Linked DNA regions of Sus scrofa: region 1 is linked to region 2. The links are chromatin contacts, called in public HiChIP or PLAC-seq maps. All regions are on one chromosome and are shown on one strand. The core of a region is the stretch at or near the end of the contact, and the rest is flanking DNA. Distances in the headings are between cores, read along the strand shown.

The links. HiChIP or PLAC-seq counts read pairs in DNA pulled down with a chosen protein or histone mark.
Region 1: an H3K27ac HiChIP or PLAC-seq map of alveolar macrophages shows a contact between it and region 2. The contact joins two enhancer-like sites. A contact is called at or near these places in 1 of 5 promoter capture datasets (liver), 4 of 47 Hi-C or Micro-C datasets (alveolar macrophages and blood) and 2 of 2 datasets of contacts at active chromatin or transcription factors (alveolar macrophages and skeletal muscle).

The regions. Positions count from the first base shown.
Region 1 is chr15:15,645,931-15,650,026 of Sscrofa11.1, forward strand. No RefSeq gene overlaps it. Among named protein-coding and RNA genes, the nearest start is that of CXCR4, 16 kb to the right of the region's middle. Within about 2 kb of position 1,376, at least 8 of the 83 cell types and tissues checked have an H3K27ac peak or open chromatin away from gene starts, as enhancers often do. A contact at or near this core is called in alveolar macrophages, where this site is marked.
Region 2 is chr15:15,456,418-15,460,292 of Sscrofa11.1, forward strand. All of the region lies in intron 7 of THSD7B (thrombospondin type-1 domain-containing protein 7B), which reads right to left. Among named protein-coding and RNA genes, the nearest start is that of THSD7B, 150 kb to the right of the region's middle. Within about 2 kb of position 2,589, at least 6 of the 83 cell types and tissues checked have an H3K27ac peak or open chromatin away from gene starts, as enhancers often do. A contact at or near this core is called in alveolar macrophages, where this site is marked.

The sequences.
Region 1 (4,096 bases), core at 126-2,625, 190 kb after region 2:
CTTACTGGTTTTGTCTTCATTTTGAGATCACCTCTTTCAGGAAGCCTTCCCTGGTTTGATGCAGGTTGGACTCTTAAGTGCCTGTGCACTTGTCTGGGTCCCCAAGAACCTCTGAGGATAGGTTCCCGGTCAGCCTTGGGTATCCCCACATTTAGTGCCTGAATCAGAGCCAGTGCTTAGTAAACATTTGGGGAAGAAAGAAGCTCCGTGTCAACTGAGAACCTTTTAGTCATCAAGTGGGATTGGAGATGGGCTCCAAAAGAATTTGAATCAAAGCAGAAGGGGGTCCAGAAATAAGGGGATAATACCTCCCCCATAGAAATGTCACCACAAGCAGTGCTGGTGAGAAGTCAGTGAGGAGCCTCCCTATGAATGAAGTAGTCATCTTTGATGAATAGGATCAGGAAAGTGCTGTTGGTATGTCAGATGAAGCCGGACTTGGACATCAGGGAGGCTAAGTGGATGATGGCAGGGTATGATGAAGGACGATGGGATGCCCTTTAAAAAAAGAGAATTAGATAAAACTCAAACCAGGAGAAAGCTGCAAACAGCAAACCACTCAATTCAGTTTTAGAATCTGATTTTGAGAAGCATCTTCCTACACTTGCAAAGAGCTTTCAGGTTTCCCTTTGGTAGCTGGATTTTTTCCCCCTTCTCAATGTTGACATGTTGACTCCTTCTCGACACCTGAAAAGACAGGCTGAGTTTCACCTTAGGAAAATGCAAAATAGTCAGCTGCAGTGAAGAAAAAAATGAATCGCAATCTCGATCACAGATTTCTTTGAAACAGTGTGTTAAAGTGAATTCTGAAAGGACCACTGACTCATTTTAGCCAGTGAGCCAGAGGTGAGGATTTAATGTGGTGACAGGGACCAAGGAAACCACTTCTCTGTGGGGAACTGATGGGTCTGACTCCTTTTACCTGAATGAATTTACCAAACAAACTGAGTATCATCTTTCACTTGGGGGCACCTGGTAGGCATTTACAAAAAGAAAGGAGTTCCGAGAAGAAGAACTATAATTATCGACAGCAGAGAGGGCTCAGTTTCTGCTCTCTTATGGCTCATCCACAGGGTTATCGAAATCAAGGAGCAAAATAATTTGTCTGGGAAGAGTGTGTGAAGGAGGAACAAAGAGTCCTAAAAAAACAATGGGAGTGGAATATAAAATATGCCCTTCCCCCATGCTGTGTAAAACACAGCCAACATTCATTGTCAACTCACACCATTCTAGCAAGATGTTAACTTGCAGGAAATGCCAGGAAAACAAGAGACTGGAAGAGAGAAGAGGTGTATTCCTATGGACATCTAGCTGCTAGGCAGTCCCTGACTGTTGCTTGTGGCATCTACTCCAAGCTAGAGCAGACTAGGCAGAAAAGTATGACTCATCACTAAGGAAGAGCCTCTGAGCAGACTCAGGATAGTTCTGCTACTCCCCAGGGGAAGGTCACCTGGAGGTTATAGGTTTGGAGACCTTAACAGTCTTGTGGGCTGAGACGTCACTGCACGCAAGGCAGCCAAGCCCCATGCAGATGAGGGTACATCACGTGACTGGCCTCACTAGGGGAGCCATCCCTCTCTTGGGGTACATCTGGGAGCAGATTTGAACTTCCAAGTGGCATCTCAAACAGCCCAAGTCCAGTGATTTTTCGGATCCATGTGACCACAAGAAGAATCTCTCCTAATGAGAGGTTCACTCTCTGGGACCAGGCAGGAGAGGTGGGGGGCAGAGACCTACTGCATTAGAAGCAAGCACTTTGTCACTCACACGCTGGAGCAGCTACAAGAAATGCCCATCTTCCTGTTCGCCACCAGCCTCTGGGAATCACCCCCTGCTATGGAGTGCAAGAGACAGCACGCAAACCTCTGGTTTCTCTGGTCCTAACTCCTTCGCATAAAGAATGATGTGAGCTTCTGATGCCCTGTGCTTCTCCTTCCCCTGCATCCTCAACATGGGCTTTGCTTGGCTTCTAGAGAGTGGTATCCTCAGCCCAGCACCAGCACAGGTGTGCCACCAAGATCAATGGTGATGGCTGGACTGGTGGCAAGAGGGGCACTACTTCACATTATCATCATTTGGATGAGGAAACTGAGGCCCTAAAACATCGATTTGCCCAGAGCCCTCAGTTGGTGAATCTACATCATTAGCTCCAGAGCCCAAGCTCTTAACCCAACTGATAACACCCCTTTGCCTAAGGTAGACTGGATGGATGAAGGATTTGGGTGTGTCAGAACCTTCCTGAAGAACATGCCCCCTCTCCTGATTTCAACAGCATCAGGCTCCTACCGTTGGGCTCTGTGCCTGCTTTGTGTTTGCCAAGCTCAACTGTGAGTTCAAGGTCATAACTGTTTACCCCTCCTCAAGAGCTCGTCACACCCAGTGTTCCCCGGTTTCATTTGTACACTGGGGCTCCAACTGTCAGTCCCCAGCCGGCACAGTGGTTTCACTTCCCTGGGCCCTAATTCATCCGTTTTTTAAAATAGGGATCTATCTACCAGGGTGGGTGTGAGAAGTAAGAAAAGGGGCAAAAATATAAAAGCCGCAGGAACCTCACCATGACACTGTTCATGCATTAGTGAACACTTCACAAACAAAAAGCCTTATAACCAGGTATTTGTAATTTTTTCATAGCAGTTTTCTGTCTCAACTCTGGCTGACATCAGAGTCACCTAGAGCATTTGTTAAAAGTGCAAATACCAAAGGCCCTGCCTCAGTCCTACCAAATCAGAAACACCAAGGTTGAGGCCCAGGGATCTGAATTTTATGTACTAGTAGTACTAATTAACTTACCTAGTCATCAAATTAGTAGTAGCACTAATTAGCTAGCCTGGTAGTCAAACTAGTACCTGGTAGTAGGACCTATTGTGTAGGGGCCTGGGCAGAAGCAGATGTTCACCCTTCCATAAGGTTCCATTAGGGATTCTTGCCTAGGATGGAACTAGAAGCTGCCTCCCAAATAATAGCCTTCTTACTTTGTTGGTTCTTGATCGGCTCCCTGCTGTAAGCCAAGTGGCACTGGTATACAGAGAAATATTCCTTCCATCCCATTCCATTCTGGTTATCTCCCAAACTCTTTCCCTGGCAGCCCAAGCAGGGGTAGTCTTCAGACACAGACAAAACTCTGCTCCCTCCAGACTGCTTTTTCTCTGCCAAACGAGAAGATCACTTTTAATAACCACAAAGTTTCACGAACCACCAGACAAAAGCTGATCATATCATTAGTGTCTGATGGTGAAGAACATGCTTAAACCATACACACAAAACCCCAAACCAAACAGAACTATGAATTCAAGACATTTTCAAATAAATTTGGCATTTTATTCAAGACAACACCATCCACATGCATTTGAAAGGTTGCAGCATATTATTTATTTGGTCGGAAGTAAAATTTGGGACTTGGGAATATTTGGACCCTTTAGAGTAACATCCCTGGAAGTCCATTGCCCAAAGATTGGGAATCAGTATGTGCTGCCCTGTCAGAGTCAAAGCCCAATGGCCCATATACCCTGCACTCACTTGCTCCTCAACAGCAAAGAGCCTCCACATAATCCAGTTGTGGAACAGCCATATTTGAAAGTAGCCACAAATGCAAACCCGAAGGACAATTTTAGGTCAAGAAGGAAAGAGAAAATGGATCTGAAAATAAACTCTGCCTATAGCAAATCACATCTAGGGCCAACCTTGAGCCTCATTCAGGAACCAAAGCTAGACACTCAAAGGTAGACCAGAACGCTCAACAAAACAGCTCATAATATTATAGGAGTAAAGGTCTGGAAGCAAGAGTGCCTGTTTTCCTTTAAAATGACTGTGGCACAACTTACAAATAAAGACACAAATTTAGAGCAAATTACTTTCATTGTTCTGCTAAAGATTATGCTTGCAGTTAAGGGGCCCTAAAATTGTTTGAATTTCAGGCATCCTGGGTAGGACTTTCCAAGAACATATCCAGCCAGGAGGTGAATGACATAGTGGCACTGAAGGTTTCCTTCAAGACTCAGCTGGATTCCATCTCTTCTGCAAAGCTTTCCTGGGGCACAGTGGTTTGCAATGACTCCTGAACTGCAAGGTCTCAAACCTGGTGATTCTGATTCTGTAG
Region 2 (3,875 bases), core at 1,339-3,838:
TTTCTTTTGGGGGTGATAAAAGTGTTCTGGAATTAGCTGGTGACAGTAGCTGCATAACTTTGTGAATATACTAAATTTTCTATTTAATAAGGCAAATTTTATATACCTCAATAAAAATGATTAATAACTTATGAGGTTATAGCAATTAAAACAGTGTAATGCTGACATAGAAATAGACATCTGACCAAAGAACTGAATACAAAGCACAAAAGGGATCTACATAAACAAAAGCCAGACCTAGGACACAGATGACATTTTCTATAGGGAAAGGATGAGCTACTGAAGGAGTGATGAAAAAAATACATTTAAGTTCCTTCTTCCTACTTTGTCAAAGAACTAATCCTAAATTGATTAGAGGTAGACGTGAAAAAGCAAAAGAGCAAAACCTGTAAAACAGAGTAGGAAAATATCTTTCGTGAATGTGGGATAGGAAAGGATTCCGCAAGTCACAAAAAGAAAAAAAAAAAAAAAAAAAAGGAAAAAGAAATATACTCAGAGTTTCCTTCGTGGCACAGTGAGTTAAGGACCTGACGTTGTCTCTGTGAGGATGTGGGTTTGATCCCTGGCCTTGCTCAGTGGGTTATGGATCCAGTGTTGCCATGGCTGTGGCATAGGCTTCAGCTGCAGCTCCAATTAGACCCCTAGCCCAGTAATTTCCATATGCCACAGGTGTGACCATAAAAAGAAAGGGGAAAAAAGGAGACTATATAGTCCATTTAAAAACGCAAAACAGGGAGTTCCCGTGGTGGCGCAGTGGTTAACGAATCCGACTAGGAACCATGAGGTTGCGGGTTCGGTCCCTGCCCTTGCTCAGTGGGTTAAGGATCCGGCGTTGCCGTGAGCTGTGGTGTAGGTTGCAGACGCGGCTCGGATCCCGCATTGCTGTGGCTCTGGCGTAGGCCGGTGGCTACAGCTCCGATTAGACCCCTAGCCTGGGAACCTCCATATGCCGCGGGAGCGGCCCAAGAAATAGCAACAACAACAACAACAAAAGACAAAAGACATAAATAAATAAATAAATAAAAATTAAAAAAAAAAATAAAAACGCAAAACAATCATGGTATCATCATATATGGATCCAAACATTGTATTTACAATATAAAGACATTCATGAGAATAACATAAGTCAAGTTCAGGTGAATGGTTACTTCTGGGGAAGGAGGGAGAAAGGAGAAAGGCACACTGAGGCAGTACTGTTGGTATTAACTCATCCTTCTCTTTCGTAAGAACTCTAAGGCCAAGGTGGCAAAATAATAACCACTGTTTACACTTTGTGATAGATGCATAAGTAACAACCACTGTTTACACTTTGTAATGGTCTATCGTATTATTTCCTCTAATCTTCAGTGTTTTTGAAGTGCTTCATGAACAAGAACTTTTAGGAGTTCCCATCGTGGCTCAGTGGTTAATGAATCCAACTAGGAACCACGAGGTTGCAGGTTTTATCCCCGGCCTTGCTCAGTGGGTTAAGGATCCGGCGTTGCCGCAAGCTGTGGTATAGGTCGCAGACGTGGCTTGGATCCTGTGTTGCTGTGGCTGTGGCGTAGGCCAGCAGCTACAGCTCTGATTCAACCCCTAGCCTGGAAACCTCCATATGTCGCAGGAGTGGCCCAAGAAATGGCAAAAGGACAAAAAATATATATATACCATCTGGCCCAGAAAGTTAAGGAATCTCCAGATGCATCCTCCCAGGCTCAGGACTTTTGTGGTGAAAGCACAGAATGTTAATCACCTTCCTGTAGCTCGAGTAAACTTCTGACAGAAACGGGGCTGAAACCCAGCTATACACCACGGCAACTGCCTGCTCTTTCTGGAAAGAGCACGGGTCCACTGTTCTGGGCAAGCGTTCAAGTTCTTTCCACTCTAAAGTATTCTGTGGATTTACTAAACCAACAAGAAGTCAGGGGAGAAACGTAAATCACTGTCTTGGCAAAACACTTTATGCTGGTAGCCCTGAGAACTTATTTCACCATAAAATCAATGAGGGAAAGTGGAGCGAGGGATCGAAATGAAGTACTTTTATTCCTCTGAAGCGCATGGTATTGCTCCTATGTTCCGTGGGCCATTTACTCTGCTTCCCTGCTCACTTGCCTGAACACAGAGGCAAAAAGCGTCCACCTGCAGCTGCCAAGTTAGGACAGGACAAAAATGCACCCCAAGAAGCTCCCACCAAAGTGGGGCCTTCAACAAGGAGTCTGCCAACAGCAAGGAGGGGCCATGCAACCCCAAGGGAACTAGAGAAAGCCCACCTGCTCAGCTCTTCCTCTTTAGCCACAGAATAAGAGGGGGTACCTCTGGGCACAGGTTAAGGGCACAGGGTGATGCAAAATTTGTTAATAGGAACATACACAATATGCCCAAGGCAGTGGTTCTTAACCCTAAAAGTACATGCATTATAATATCCAGAGAATCAAAAAATAAAAATAAAATAGAGATGACCAGAGTTCCCTCTATGGTGCAGTGGGTTTAGGATCTGGCATTGTTTCTGTGGCAGCATGGGTTTGATCCCCAACCTAGTGCAGTAGGTCAAGGATCCGGCATTGCTACAGCTGTTGTGTGAGTCACAGCTTCAACTCAGATTTGATCCCTGGCCTGGGAACCTCCACGTGCCATGGGCGTGGCCATAAAAGAAATACAGATGACCAAGCCCTGTCAAAGATTGAAGCAGACCACTGGTACTATTTAAAAGCATACCAGGAGTTCCCGTTGTGGCTCAGCAGTTAACAAACCTGACTGGCATTCATGAGGATGCAGGTTCAATCCCTGGCCTTGCTCAGTGGGTTAAGGACCTGGCATTGCCATGAGCTATAGTGTAGGTGGCAGACATGGCTCAGATCCTGCGTTGCTGTGGCCCTGGTGTAGGCTGACAGCTACAGCTCCGATTGGACCCCTAGCCTGGGAACCTCCATATGCCTGGGTACAGCCCCAAAAAGGAGAGAAAGACAAAAAAAATAATAATTAAAAATAAAAAGCACACCAAGTAATTCTAATGAACAGCCTCCTCCCTAAAGGCTAACAGCAATATTTGGGAAGATTTTTAAGAGAGATGTTTTCCTGAGGGCTGGCCATAAAGGGATTAAAATCAGATAAGCCCAGGCTCTAACCCAGAACTGCCACTTATTATGTGACCTGGGGCAAGCTATGCAATTTGACTCAAACCCTATTTTCTCATTTGAACCTGGGACAATAATACCTACCCCTCAGTGATGGCAGTAATTGAAATGATAGATGCCAAAGAGCGCCTGCCACATGGCTATCATTCATTATCAACAGTCATCTGCACCCCAGAAAGGGTTCATCTGTGGTCAAGTGCATCCTTGTGGTGGTGACTCAGAACCAGAGAAAAACCAGAGCCTGGCATGTCTCAACCACGCCCACATTTGTAGAGAAAGATGATGACTTACAGCTTCTACCTGGTTCTTTCCTGATCAAAAAAACAGGGGTCTTTGGCTTGGATCACAAGTCCTTAAACTGTTAACTCTCAATTATTCAAAGACCTGTAAGAGAGCTAGTGTTAGTGCCAGACTGAATGTTTATGTCCCCTCGAATGCATATGTTAAAAACTAACCCCCACTGTGATGGCGTGAGGAGTTGGGGTCTTTGTGGGTAATTGCATCATGAGGGCAGAGGCCTGATGAACAAGATCAGTGCCCTTATAAAAGAGACCCCAGAGAGCTTCCTTGTCCTTTCTGCCACATGAGGACACAGAGAGAAGAGACCCACCTATGAACTAGGAGGTGGGCCTGAAGCAGACACTGGATCTGCCAGGGCCTTGGTCTTGGTCCAGGTCCAGCCTCCAGAACTGGGAGAAATAACGTTTCTGTTGTTTATAAGCCACTTAGTCTATGGCATTTTGTTACAGCAGCCCGAATGGA